Regions from separate parts of the Mus musculus genome. Here regions 2, 3, 4 and 5 are each linked to region 1. A link is a contact called in public HiChIP or PLAC-seq and promoter capture Hi-C data. All regions are on one chromosome and are shown on one strand. Each heading gives the region's core, a stretch centred on a gene start, on an enhancer-like site or on the middle of the called end of the contact. The rest is flanking DNA. Distances are from core to core; before and after follow the strand shown.

Region 1 (2,700 bases), core at 134-2,633:
CAGACACAAGCAACCCTAAGCTACACCCAAGCTATCATTAAATCCTGGTGGTTCTTATAAATCCATTCCAGGCAAATGCTCTCTTACCCCTTCCACCAATAGGTCACAGCCATCTCTTGCCTGAGAGAGATGTGCCTTCCGTATTCTACTCTCCACAGGGCAGCAGAGAGGATCGGGTTTGAAATGTCAATCAGTAAGTGCAACCACTGACCCTTTCCTACACAAAGTCATGAATCATTTGGCCCCCCATTTGCATTTCCACTTCAGTCAAACAGGTCCCTATGACCAACTGAAAACATGTCACAACAAACTTCCACCCCAGTTCTTTCATAACGAGCAAAAGGCACTTCTGGTTGATTTAAAGGAACGCGACTCTTTTGAATAAGACACCATGTAATATTCCCTCACCTACTTCTCAAGGTCTAGAAGAAAAGTGTAATATTTTCTTCCCTCTTCATAGATTACAAACGTGAGATTTGAGATTACCTGGTAAACATATGATAGAATTGGAATTAAAAAACTCAGATTACTCTTCACCGGAACATAAGCTGTCTGAATGGATAGGAATGGTCCACGGTGACTCTACATGGCTAAAGGTACATGCTGGGAGTTAGGGAAGAACATGGGAAACAGTCTGAGGAAAAGAACCAGAGGAGGAATGTTACCTGTGCCAAGAATGTGAAGTTTCAGGGAAAAGGGAAGTGTCAAATGGAAGGAACTTAGATACCTCTAAATCGAAGAACAAAGCACTTAACTCACAGTAACTATACAGGTAGTACATAACACCACCGATCTTGACTTAAAAAATAAACAAACAAACACCCTATCTTTTCCTGGCAATAAGGCTGACTAGGAATGTTCCATTAGCTATTGCCACTTGCCTGGGATAAGGTGTGACACCAGGCTGGCAGTAGACTTACAGCAAGCACCCCATCTTCACACTTAGTTTTTCCGCAGGACCAATTTGGACGAAGTTTGTGTGCAGTGAGAGTTGGGTAAGGGAAGGGTTGGCCTTAAACTTTTAAACTTCAGAAGGCAAAGAAAATAGCAATTATCTTCTTCCCTATTCCCTCTGGACCTTTGTGACTGATAGTCCAGACAGTCTCTGGGAAAGTCCAGAGGGGACTGCGGCAGAGGGTGGCTCCTGGCCTCGCCCTCCCTCTTGTAGCAGCAACTTTCCATTTATGCCCGTCCTTTTCGTTCCAGTTGTGACAGATTCGGTCCCCACATCTCCCCCGTGCCCTTCTCCCCGACCCATCCCGAGATTTACTTCGAAGCCCCAAACCCCTCCTCACCACGGCTCCGGCCACGGCGTGTACCAGACTTTCGTAGGACAGCACAGAGGCCATGGTGCCACACTTTTCACTCAGGCGCCTCAGAGTGTGCGGGTTCGTGAAAGGACCGTCTCAAGCCCCACCTCTCAGAAGTCTCCCCCGCCTCCACCAGAACGACTGCTTCCGGGTCACAGACTGCCCTGGTTCGCTGGGGAGAACAGCCGGGGAGGCGAGTGTGAAATGCCCAGGAACGCCCCTGAACATCGATTGGTCCGGATCGGTCAAGGGGCGGAGCAATGCTCAGTGGCTATGGAAGGATCTGTGTTCTGAGCACCCCCTGCAAAGGTTCCTAGCCCCTCAGTCTGTCAGTGTGCTTGCACACTAAATTGGTTAGTCAAGCCCATAAAACGGGAGGACATAAAAGTCCTTAATGACTCCTGCACCCCAGTTCCTTGCAAAATATATGTTGGCAGGCTCAGTTGTTAGTGCTTGCTTAGCATGACTACCAGCAAACCATAAACACCAGTAAACACAGTACTCAGGAAGTGGAAAGAGGATCTGGGGACTGAAGAGTTGGCTCAGTTAAGAACAAGTACTGCTTTTGCAGAGGATCCTCGTTTAGGTCCCAGTATCCCAAGCAAGTATAGTTCCAGGGGGTCTGACCTTCTCGGGTTTCCGCGCACACTAAGACATACACACACACACACACACACACACACACGACTAAATAATTTTGTTAAAAGAATTTAGTACAGAGTCACCCTCAGCTACAGAGAGAATTTGAGATTAACCTGGGCTGAGACTCGTCTCAAAACAAAAGCCAAAACAGACCTAAACCCTAAAACGTAGCCTGTAATCCCAGTACCATGGATGCTGAGAAGTGGAGTTGGCTAGCCAGAACTATAGAAACAGCGTCAAAACAAAAGCAACCCTCCAGGATAAGCTGATAGCCATAGATAAGGGGGTGGGTCAATATCTCCAACCTTCGTTTCTCCATTCAGCCATCCCAACACCCGCTGCGAGATATAGAATCAAGGCTCTGAGGCCCGGTAGTTAAACCTCTAGCATAGTTTGTTTAAACTGACAATTTGGGGCTGTATAGATATAGCTCAGCAGCTAAGAACGCTTGCTCTTCAGTTGCTATCACACAACCCTCTATGTCCCTCGGGACAGACGCCACAGCTTTCTGTCCTCTGAAAGAATCCAGGACTGCTTACATAAATGCACTCATGCACATAAAGGTAAATCTAAAAGCAAAGTCAGTATTTTACCCTTCCACTGTGATAGTCTTAAGGTTTCTATTCCTGCACAAAACATCATGACCAAGAAGCAAGTTGGGGAGAAAAGGGTTTTATTCAGTTTACATTTCCACATTGCTGTTCACCACCAAAGGAAGTCAGGACTGGAACTCAAGCAGGTCAGGAAG
Region 2 (2,700 bases), core at 178-2,677, 800 kb before region 1:
GTTATACTGGGTGGTTGACACAGGACAGTATGTCTTTCCAAAACCTACAGAACTATGATACAACTAAACTGAACATCAGTAGTAGTGTCAACACTGGCTGCCACTTGTAGCAAGTGTACCTCACTGATCTTAGAAACTGGAGAGATGATGTTTTGGTGGAGAAGGGTTCATAGAAACTATTTTTGTCTCATTTTTTCATTTCTTTAAAGTTATCATTTTAAAATGCAGTAACCATGGAGAGTAGAGTGAACTGTATTTTCTTCTTATGACTTAAAACCTATCACTTTAGGCACAATTATAACTTTGCATTTCTAACACAAAGGAAAGGAATGTTGGCTCTTTTCTTTGCAAATTTGGCACCAATCCACTTCAATACTCTATACCATCTTCCTATGCCATCGCCTTTCTACACCCAGAATTATCTTAAGACCTGAATTTCTGTGCTTCAGTTAAGTGAGCTCATCTCCATAGCCTTCGGAGATTCCAGAGTCCCTAGAAACACTTCCCTAGTTTATGACTAAATTCCGACTTAATTATACTCGTGAATTACAGTGACATCAACACACAAACGGCAGCGTCTCCTCTCTTCATTTGCTGTATTTACTTTTCTGTGAGGCGTCACTGGATCAGGACCTGCGTGTGTTCTGTGCTCTTTTGAAAACAAACACACTCTTCTCCCAAGTGCCACAGTCAATCAGAGGACGGAAATGAGAACCACAGCGGTCGGAGGAAAACAGTGGCTGGGACATCTAAGGACAACTCTTTAAGCCCAGGGTGATAACAGGGTGCACATCAACCTAGCGCGAGGGAGGTTGGGACTGGAGGGCAAGCTCAGGACAGCCTAGGCTACATCACAAGGCACTCAAAAATTGAGAACCGCCTTGCTCCAGTTGAAGATTTAAAACACTGCTATACACGCCTGTCCTTACAGGCACACTGTCGAATTTTTACAAACTGTTACCTTGGTCTTTGCCCGCTTCATCTATGTGTTGAAAATCCTTTAGCATTTGAAGGTTACAGACGCCCTCTCTGCAATACTGAATAACTTTCCTGGAGCCGTTCTTGATGAGGTAGTCCATCAGGGCGAGGGATTTGTACACGTGGCGCCAGTTCTTCCCGTGGTCGCTGAGTCGCTGCCACAGCATGTGCATGATCTCCGAGAGGGAGGCCGCATTGAAAGTCATGTCACTGATAGCTAACATCAGAGAGCTAGAGGGGCCCCAGGGGTCATTGGAAGTTGCTTCCCTGACTTTTTTTTCGGCATCTGAGTAATTTTTCACGAAGTTCTTCACTTGCCTCCTGAATGACATAGCTACAGTGAGTCTGAGGAGGGGGTGGAGGTGGGTGAGAGCGATGGGTCAGGAGTGACTGGTTTACAGAGCGCCTGACAGATTCGTCCCAAGTTCTGCCGCTCTCAAACACAAATGATTCATCTCCACCTGGTAAAGTATCGATTTCCTGCAAGGAAAGTACAAAAAATGTGGTGTAAGTTCCTCAAAAAAAAAAAAAAAAAAAATGTCTACAGGAGACCAAGTTAGTCTGAAAAAAAAAAAAATTTTAGTTTCCAAGAAAGCCTGTCACATCACCAGCCTGAGGAAGGAAAGGACTCTATATAGGTGTGCTTAGGATAAACACGGGAAAATCCCTCACAAGACTGACCTCAGCTATCCAGAGAATATAGGTAGTCTATCTGCTCCTAAAAGGTTCTGCAGAAAATATTGCTCAGCTCCCTTGACAAGGAGTACGAGTTTAAAGACGTACACACAGAGGAGACAGATTCATAGTTCAGGGGGAATTTGCACTCTGACACCTCTTTCTTAACAAAAGCTGTTGTTATACACACTGTGTCCTGGAAATAATTTGAATGGTGGTGAAAATTGAGTGTGAGGTCCTCCTCGTACCCAGAACCCTGTTCCCTGCAGAACCATGAAGCACTCTGATCAAACCTGAGTAGGTGCTGCTCTCTGGTCTATCTAGAGAGCCGGCGTTAAGATAAATACTCTACCTCCTGTGGATTACAGCTAACACAGTATCCAAAGCAGCATCTTAGCCTAGCAAACTAGAGGGAAAGCTTCGATTACTTTCTTTACTCGCTTTCAGGGAAAAAAAGGTGTGGTTTTAACATTCAACAGTATCAAAGTGCTATTTATAAATGACATGGCGTGAGGAACTCCCTTAGGCCTGGAGTGATTAGCAGGAGTCTGACAGCTTCCCCATACATAGAAGAGGAAGCATTTAGGTTAATATAAAAACGCATTCAAACTTAAACCGGTACTCGGCCCTAAGAATTCGCAAGATACTTGAGAATTACCAGTTTCTGATTTACATGAAACTCCCTTCCTCTTTTTCATTACTCTGCAGGAAGGTGAGTCACTTAGTTTGTAATTTCTCTGGTGATTCACCTCCGACAGGGACAAAGGCACTGTGCCAAATTGATTTCAAGCCCTGATGAGCATCCAGACCCAACGAAGTCTAGATGAACTATAATCAGATTTTGCTATCAAAGCTGCACCCATCCAAAAGAAAGAAAAAAAAATCAAACTCATAACGACTGTTTGGTATTTTTAGTTTTGTTTCCTTGGCCTCCTCAGCTTCTAGCTCACGCCTGATTAATCTGTGTATCAAGGGAAAACATAATTTTCAGATGCATGGTTAAATGAACTATCACCTTAAAAAAACAAAAAACAAAACCAGATCATT
Region 3 (2,700 bases), core at 128-2,627, 690 kb after region 1:
TGCAAGCAGTACATCTGCTATGGCAGCAGCCTCCTGGTCTAATCAGGAGGATCCAAGAATGATGACTGACCAGCCTTGGTGTAGTGGCACACACCTGTAAGCCCAGCATTCTGGAGGCCGGCCAAGGCAGGGAGATCTCATGTCCAAAGCCAGAACTCGCCCGTCCTTAAGCGATGCATGTTTGTACTCCGCCTGCTACAAGCGACCCGTTGTCCCCACTTCCCAGCCTAGACAAACTGCTGCAGAGTTCACCAAGAGCACCGCACTTCAAAACTCTTCCCTGGTTCAACACTGGCTCAGCCACTCTCTCTCTCTCAAACTCTAGACTCGGTCAGTAGTTGCTAAACCTCAGGGGTGGGAGCACGAAAACAAAGCCGACCACCCAAGGGCTGGATGAAATCGCACCAGGCCTGAAAGGGCTCAGCCAAACGGAGCCCTGTACACCATCACAAAGTGGAGACGCTCAAACGCTATCATCCCACGTGGGGCTACCAGGACCACGGATTTCTGAAGGCGTCGGTCGCTCTCATGGTGGGAGCCTTTCCTGAGCTTCCTTCACATTCCATGTGACCCCAAATTTAAAAAAGGAGGCGAGGGTGGGGTGGTGGTGGTTACCTAGTCCGGAGGGCGCGATGGTACGCGCCTTTAATCCCAGCACTGGTGAGGCAGATCTCTTGAGAGCTCAAGGCCAGCTTAGTTTACAGAGTTCCAAGGCCAACCAGGGCTCCATGAGCCCCTAAAAACAAACTAAACCAAAAAGCGCCCCCGAATTCCCTAAGTCTTAGTTCCCGACAGACCCTGGCTGCGGACCCCACGGCGATCCCCTTCCTCAACCCCGGGAGTGGAGAAGACGTGGGTAGTGAGTGCCTCGCATCCCGGGATTTCACCTCATCCCCCAGTGTTTAAAAAGAAAAGAGAAAGAAAACGAGAAGGAGAACAGACGGGCTTCCACACGCGTTCACCATCCCACGTGGGGCGCTCATTTTCCCACGCTGCGCCATGCCTGTCCCCTCGCCGCGGCCTCTGGGCACGCCCACGGCTGCAAAGCCCACCGGGCCGCAGCGACCTGGGACCTCAGCTGCCCGGGATCTCCACTCCGCCGCCCCAGGAACGACCTCGCGGGCCGCCGGAGTTCCAGCCCCGGGCCTGGAGGTCGGCCATCTCGGGGCGGGCGACATGTCGCACGCGCTCCACCTCCCCCAAGACGCAGCGAACAGGGCCCGCGGCCCGCGCTCCCCGTGCTTGCGGCCCGCCGCGCTCACTCACCATGGCTGCGGTGCGCCGGTCTCGCCGCGACTCGACGACAGCCCAACTCAAGAGGGACTGAAACGCCGCGCAGGAAAAAGGAGCGGAAATCACTTCAGAAGCGGCAGGAAGCGGAAGTGACGCCACAGAGCGCGCGCAATGACGGCGTCCCGCCCCCTTCCCGGAAGAAGAGAGTGCTGAAGTCATCTTTGGATGTGGGAGATGCGTTTTTTCAGATTTTATTAGCGTTCTAGTTAGGATCGGCAAAAGATTGTGAATAAACCACTCGGGAAGTGGCACACTAGTACAACGGGTTGTGAGGGTTGCCATTTCATAACCAGGCTTTTTTTTTTTTTTCGAGACAGGGTTTCTCTGTGCAGCCCTGGCTGTCCTGGAACTCGCTTTGTAGACCAGGCTGCCCTCGAACTCAGAAATCCACCTGCCTCTGCCTCCCAAGTGCAGGGATTAAAGGCATGCGCCACCACGCCAGGCTTTTTTTTTTTTTTTTTTTTTTTTTTTTTTTCTGAGTACATAGTGTACCCTTTTCAAAACCATCCTCTCAGGCGGAGGTTGATTTCTACAATTAGCTGGAATAATGCAGTGGTTGTGAGTCTCTTGGGGAGTGTGTGTCAAAAGACCCTTTCCCAGGGGCCGCCGAAGACCATCGGAAGACACGATTCATAACAGTAGCAAGATTACAGTTATGAAGTAGCAACGAAAGTAATTTTATGGTTGGGGGTCACCACAACATGAACTGTATTAAAGAGCTGCAGCAATGGGTAGGTCAAGAGCCATTGGACTAGGGGGCTAGTTAGTGAATGACAGGGAGGTTGTGTTTGGAGTAATTATGTAGGACACCTGCTTCCTTCTTCTGAGCATCTTGCCCCTTTCTTAGTGATGCACCAAAACTTCGTTATGAAAGGATAAACTCAAGTCTAGCGCTCCCTCCCATGAGCTCTTCCGTGATCCTCGTGGCTTCTCAGTCTTTTCCAACATGATGCCAAACACATCTTGGGGCTATTTGGATCTAGCCCAGACCCCACCATTAGAGCCAATTTCAGCTCATTGTGTCACAACTGTAGAGCTGAGAACTGGGAGGACCTTTAAGAGCCTTACAAAATAGTTCCTCATTTTTACAGATGAGAACAAAGTGTAAAGAAGGGAAGCCTGCCCACTGTCAGGAATCAAACAGTGGCAAAGCTAAAACCGGACCTTGAGATTTTTAGCATTGGGGGTCAGGCAACCACATGGATTCAAACTGCCAACAGGAGGGAACATTTCTAGAGACTGGCGAGATGCCTCCCTGGTTCAGCACACTGGCTGCTCTTCTATAGGATATGGGTTCAATTCCCAACACCCACATGGCAACTGACAACACTTGTGACTCCAGTTACAGAAAGATTCAACTGCCTCTTCTAGCATCCATGGGCACTGTGATGCACAGACTTGCATGCA
Region 4 (2,700 bases), core at 23-2,522, 850 kb after region 1:
TTAAAACTGCCCCAGTCCAGTGGCTTTCCTGACCATCGTCCGTGCCTCATTCCTTGGACAGCGACTTTTTGTCTTCCGCAGAGGAGGTTAGAGCCACAAGGAGGATCCAGAGCCCAGTACAGGCAGGGAAGGTCAAGGGGAGAGAGAGCTATCAGGTATCTATCTCCCTCTGTGAAGCAGAGACGGGGGAGAGAGGTCCAAAAGAACAAAACAAAACAAAAAGAGAAAGGGACTGCGGAGAGGCCAAAGATTTAGAGGGTCCAGAAGGATGCAGTTGCAGTGAAATTTGGAGCCAGCTAGGGACAGTGAAGACAGGACGGGCGGGCAGGCAAGCGGGCGCACTCACCTGGTCACCGTGCGCCGAGCGCGGGGGCTGTGCGCTCTCTCCAGGCCCAGGCGCGCCCCGATGCCGACCAGCACGAGTAGAGCGGCGACACCGCACACCGCGTAGACCGCAGTGTGGCTGCGCTCCCGGGCCGGGTCGCGCGGGGCGGCGGTGTCACGGGCGCGGGCGGGCGGCCGGCCAGTCTGCACCCAGGCCGGTGTGTCGTAGTTGGAGCAGCGGCTCTGGTCCAGGCGGCGCGGGCCGTCGTGGCAACAGAAGCGGTAGCCGCACGTGCCGCAGCAGAAGCTGTAGACGCCCGAGCTGCAGTTGAAGGGCGGGTCCCACTGGCCCATCACGTCGTAATAGCCGCGGCAGCGGTCGCCTCCCGCCGGTGCCACGGTACCGGACCCTGCGATCTCCTGCTCCTCGGGAGCCCCCGCGCGGCCCGACGGCGACCCTGCCAGCAGCAGCGCCAGTCGGAGTGCGAGCGGGAGCCCATGCGAGCGCCGGCCACAGCGCTGTCCCCGCGCCCCAGCGCGCTCCATGCAGCCCGCTCCTTCTGCTATTGCGCCCGGCGCATGGCTCGGCGCGTGGCCGCTCTGCCAGGCTCCCCCAGCCCTCCGGGACCGGTCGCTCGGTCGCCCAGCTGCCCGCGCAGTCTCCCCGCCGACGCCTCCTGGTGCGTCTGCGGTTCCAGACACAAGTGAGCTCGGTGTAGAGTACGCGGGGCTGGATCTCCGGTGGGCGCGTTTTCCTCCGGGGCTCACCTCGGACTGCGCACGGTGGAGGCGGGCGGCGAGTGCTCGCCTGCACAGTCCCCAGCTCCCTCTGACCCGGGAGGGCGTGCGGGGCCTGGGTCTTTTGGAGACTGCGCCGGGCGGCGGGTCGCCGGACACCTCTGTCTTCCCGCCGCCCGCTCCGCGGTGCCCGCGCTCTGGCTCCGGCTCCGGCTCCGGCGCGGGCTCGGCGCGGGCTCGGGCGGGCGGGAGGGAGCGAGGGGAGGAGGGCGGGAGGGAGGCAGAACCGGGGGAGGAGCGCGGCCGCTGCGCCGGGAGGGAGGGGTTCTGTAAGGTCAGTGCAGCAAGCGCGCCCGACCAGGGACCCTCTCCAAGACCTCCCTCAAACTGTTGTCGGAATTGGGCCCTCGAGGGGGCTCAGCTTAAGATCTGGGGATTCGGATCTTGGCAACCTTGGATGAGCGATTCCCTGCTTTTTTAAGTAAGGGGACAGAGGCATAGAGATCAAAGCAGCCTGGAATTCACTGGGAAGGGACTCACAAACACACACACACACACACACACACACACACACACACACACACACACACGCCCCAATGTTCCATTCCTGTGTCTGGTCCTGACATGAATGAGGAAGGCACAATAAGGACCCCCAACACAAAAATGGCAGAATCAAGCTTTGATCAACCCCTCTCTGGTCTGCCCCAGAGCATGTGCCCTGATTCTAAAACCTGGACATTTGGCTGGGGTCCTAGGATGTCCCAGTTCTGGAAACAGTCTGGCCAGAGCCCTCAAGTGGTCGGCTCCCCTCCGCGGCCTCTGCTATAGAAGGCTGAGCAGGTCCTGGGGACCAGGCCAGTTGTACTCCCCTGTCTGTCCTCAACTCTCACTCCCTGGGACTCCCAGGTCCTTTCACAAGCTTAGGGAAAGAATGAGGAGGCATGGCTCAATGCCCCATTCCACCACTCCCCCGCTGAGCTGCTAAGGAGAATATGACCCTGATGCCAGTCATTGCCTCTCCCTGCCTCAGTTGCTATGGTTAAGGTCAAAAGGTCTTCTTGGAGCCAGGCAGTGGTGGCACTCACCTTTAATCCCAGCACTTGGGAGGCAGAGGCAGATGGATTTCTGAGTTCGAGGCCAGCCTGGTCTACAAAGTGAGTTCCAGGACAGCCAAGGCTATACAGAGAAACCCTGTCTCGAGAAAAAAAAAAAAAACAAAAAAACAAAAAAAAAAAAAAAACCAACAACAACAAAAAGGTCTTCTTGGTGCCAGCAATGGCATAGCAGTACTGAAGGCTTGCGGAGAGGTTGAAGAAGGAGGACCACTTGGGCTCACAACTTTGACCAGCCAGGGCAATGTGCTGAGACCCTGTCTCAAAAAGCAAACAGAACAAAATAGTGTCCTTTCACACACTAAGGACAAAGCAGGGGGATTCCTTGAGGCAAAATTAATCTAAATCAGAGGTCCTCAACCTTCCTGATGCTGCAACCCTGTGACATAGTTCCTCATGGTGACCCCCACCATAAAATTGTTTAATTGCTCCTTTATAACTGTAATCTTGCTACTGTCATGAATCGTAGTGTAAATATCTGATATGTAGGATATTCGACACCCAACCCCTAGGTTGAGAACCACAG
Region 5 (2,700 bases), core at 137-2,636, 660 kb after region 1:
GTGAGCAACAGCCTCAGTCAGGTATTTGTGTTTTTAACGAACATCCTAGATGATTCTGATGGGAAACCACATTTAGAAACCACTCGCTGCCCCAGGGTTAAAGGATTAGTAAGTTCAACTCAGTGACACATCACAAATGGATGTCCTCAAAACTTGCCTTGCTTCCTTGATCCCTGCCCCTTGTGTTCCTTAAGAAATAGGCCTTCCTCCAATGTCTCCAGGAAACACTATAGCTATTTATTGAATGATGCAAAACTATGTCAGTTTCAATCCCTGAAATCCATTCCTGTCCACCATTACCTGAAATGACAAGCCTGACAAATCCTATATGACAGACATTTTGGTATTTGACTTGAAGTGAAGTTGGACCTACACTGAAGGGCTCTTTTTCTCTCTCAGCATGAAACCATTTGAACTGAGCACAACCGATATCCTCACCGATACAGCATCCGGTCCTCCCCCAGAACTGCTTTCTTACCATCTGGTCAAAAGCAATTAACTGTTGAGCGAAAATTGCATCGTCGGACAGAACGTAATTAGTTCCAAGATCTGGCTCAGGGTGACCTGACTTGACCTAACCTGGAGCCGGCAAGGGCTCAAGCCTTCCACCGCTCTAGCGCTCTCTTCCCATCCACTCCAAGGACTGCAGAGGGAATTTCCTTTTGGCGCGGAGGGCAGTCGCTCCGAGGGACACCAGAGGATCTCGTCTGCAGTGTTGCTTCCACCACCAGGGACACGAGCTGGAGGTATCCTCACTTTCTCTACTTTGAGCTAAAGAAGCAGGGTTCCCTGGCTTCTTGGGGAATCCACCAAGATCAGTCGGCTAGCCCCAGTCTCTAGCTGAAGAGGAGCTTGCTCTCAGCCGGAGCGTGTGTCTCCTTGGCTTAGATCATGAAGCTGGACAGGGGTTCAGGGAATCCCACCTCACTGTCCTTGCCCTAGTGGATCTTTCCTACCACCCATGGGCCCGTCTTCCCCCACCCCCCTCGGTGGATCGCTTCCAGCGGCCACCTGCCTTCTTCCCACTGACCCCGGTCCCCTCACCCAGCATGATGGGGCTGAGCCGGCGGGCCAGGCCCTTGGACAGGTCGTACACGTAGAGCTTCACCGGATAGAGATTTGGCGGCTCCATCAGGACCCGTGGCGGCGGCCACGATGGCCCTCGGGCACCCGGCAGCGGCTTGGACCTTCCGGTACCCGACCGGGGTGGGGAGAAGAGGGAGCGGGGGACCGAGCCGGGGCCCGGCCTGAGGGCGGGGGAGAGGCGGCCCTGCGCTGCTCGCGCCCGGACACCCGCGACCGGCAACGACTACTGTGAGGTGACAGAGAGAGAGATCCCAGAGACTCCGCACGGAACAGGGGGCAGGGGCGGGGACGCACTTTCACGCATGTGCGTTCGGTGCTGACGGGTTTCGGGGGCGGAGCTTCAAGCGAGGGGCGGGGCTTTCTCTGGCCGCAAGCGTTCCAGTTTAGGGAACAGGGGGTGGAAGCGGGAAATGCGAGTGGGCGTGCCCGCTTGAAGGGTCGAAGGGCGTGTTGTGCGTGATGACGCAACGTCGCTGATTGGGCGAGAGACAAGGAGCCCGCGTGGACGTGGTGCCCACCTTCTGCTGTCCCAGTGGCTTGCCCGCCTGCGGTTAAGGTAGGTTCGCCGCACCACATGTGTTGGATGAGGCCTGCCTTGGTGGCTTGCTTGCACGCTTAGTGTCGCGCGACCCCTGGCCTCACCACGGAGCAGCGCTGTCGACCTGCAGGACCTGGGTCATGCTCCTTTCTCCCCAGAAGGCGGAACAGGACTGGTGGTTGAGCCAATCTCTAGCTGAAGGTTGGGGGAGAAATGAAGACGAATGTTTCAGCCAGAGCACCAAGTACCGTCCCAGTCCAGTTGGAGCTCGAGATAGGACCTTCAGTGCTGAGCCGCTATGTTATACCTCGCCCTCACCCCTAGCCATTTTGGTCCTGCAGCATCCTTAAGGGATAGCCAAGGGGAGGTTGTTGCAGCAATGACCCCATGCACATTTCTCTTGCCTCTCCAATGATATGGAGAGCTTTGGAGGAAGCAGGAGCCATCATTCACATTCTTTATTAGTGACCCGAGCATTTAGAACAGATCTAAAGAGAACCCAGAAGTCTGTCTGTCTGTCTCTCTTTTTTTTTCTGGTGTGTGTGGCATAGGTCCGGGTACACTGTAGGAAAGCGCATTACCACAGAGCTACCTGCCTTGGTTTTTTTTTTTTTTTTTTTTTTCATTTAAATTCATAACTTCTCTCACCTAGTGAGCAAACCAACATGTCAGAGTGGGAGTCCTACTACAAAACTGAGGGCGAGGAAGAGGAAGAGGAGGAGGAGAGCCCCGACACAGGTGGTAAGTGGCCTGTGTGGAAGATTTTCGCTGTGTACTTTTTTTTTTGCTGGGAGCACTTTATGTTGTCTGATATCCCTCCCTTTTCTCCTCAGATAATCTAAAATATTTTTTCTCCCTTTGAGTTTTACAGTTATTATTTAGATCCTATTTCACTCTATGAACATTCCTAACCCTATTTTCCTTTTTTTTTTTTTACTAACCACGATAGAGAATTTATTAATCTTCAATAAATGACTCTGTCCATGGTAATATTTGTCACTTTATTTTTTACATATTTTTGATTGTTTAAAAAAATCTACTTATTTTTATTTTATGTATGTGTGTACACCTCTGTA

Evidence for each region. Promoter capture Hi-C pulls out the DNA fragments that hold promoters and counts their contacts. HiChIP or PLAC-seq counts read pairs in DNA pulled down with a chosen protein or histone mark.
Region 2: a contact with region 1 is called in an HNF4G HiChIP or PLAC-seq map of pancreatic cancer cells. The contact joins the promoter of Enthd1 here to the promoter of Slc25a17 in region 1. A contact is called at or near these places in 1 of 39 promoter capture datasets (pre-B cells) and 1 of 115 datasets of contacts at active chromatin or transcription factors (pancreatic cancer cells).
Region 3: a promoter capture Hi-C map of fetal liver shows a contact between it and region 1, with 4 times the contacts expected there. The contact joins the promoter of Snu13 here to the promoter of Slc25a17 in region 1. A contact is called at or near these places in 5 of 39 promoter capture datasets (embryonic stem cells, fetal liver, hippocampal neurons and 1 more) and 1 of 115 datasets of contacts at active chromatin or transcription factors (microglia).
Region 4: an H3K27ac HiChIP or PLAC-seq map of microglia shows a contact between it and region 1, with 4 times the contacts expected there. The contact joins the promoter of Shisa8 here to the promoter of Slc25a17 in region 1.
Region 5: a promoter capture Hi-C map of erythroid cells shows a contact between it and region 1, with 4 times the contacts expected there. The contact joins the promoter of Desi1 here to the promoter of Slc25a17 in region 1. A contact is called at or near these places in 1 of 39 promoter capture datasets (erythroid cells) and 3 of 9 other capture datasets (adipose tissue, liver and pancreatic islet).

What each region holds. Positions count from the first base shown.
Region 1 is chr15:81,359,382-81,362,081 of GRCm38.p6, forward strand. It overlaps Slc25a17 (solute carrier family 25 (mitochondrial carrier, peroxisomal membrane protein), member 17), which reads right to left and starts at 1,384. Exons shown (of 9, transcript NM_011399.3): 1 at 1,296-1,384. The coding sequence starts at 1,349.
Region 2 is chr15:80,559,043-80,561,742 of GRCm38.p6, forward strand. It overlaps Enthd1 (ENTH domain containing 1), which reads right to left and starts at 1,428. Exons shown (of 6, transcript NM_001163189.1): 1 at 962-1,428. The coding sequence starts at 1,310.
Region 3 is chr15:82,046,221-82,048,920 of GRCm38.p6, forward strand. Snu13 (SNU13 homolog, small nuclear ribonucleoprotein (U4/U6.U5)) reads right to left here and starts at 1,378. Exons shown (of 3, transcript NM_011482.4): 1 at 1,267-1,378. The coding sequence starts at 1,269.
Region 4 is chr15:82,211,543-82,214,242 of GRCm38.p6, forward strand. Shisa8 (shisa family member 8) reads right to left here and starts at 1,273. Exons shown (of 4, transcript NM_001207021.1): 1 at 347-1,273. The coding sequence starts at 870.
Region 5 is chr15:82,014,834-82,017,533 of GRCm38.p6, forward strand. Desi1 (desumoylating isopeptidase 1) reads right to left here and starts at 1,387. Exons shown (of 6, transcript NM_134095.3): 1 at 1,045-1,387. The coding sequence starts at 1,132. It overlaps Xrcc6 (X-ray repair complementing defective repair in Chinese hamster cells 6), which reads left to right and starts at 1,536. Exons shown (of 13, transcript NM_010247.2): 1 at 1,536-1,642; 2 at 2,277-2,365. The coding sequence starts at 2,290.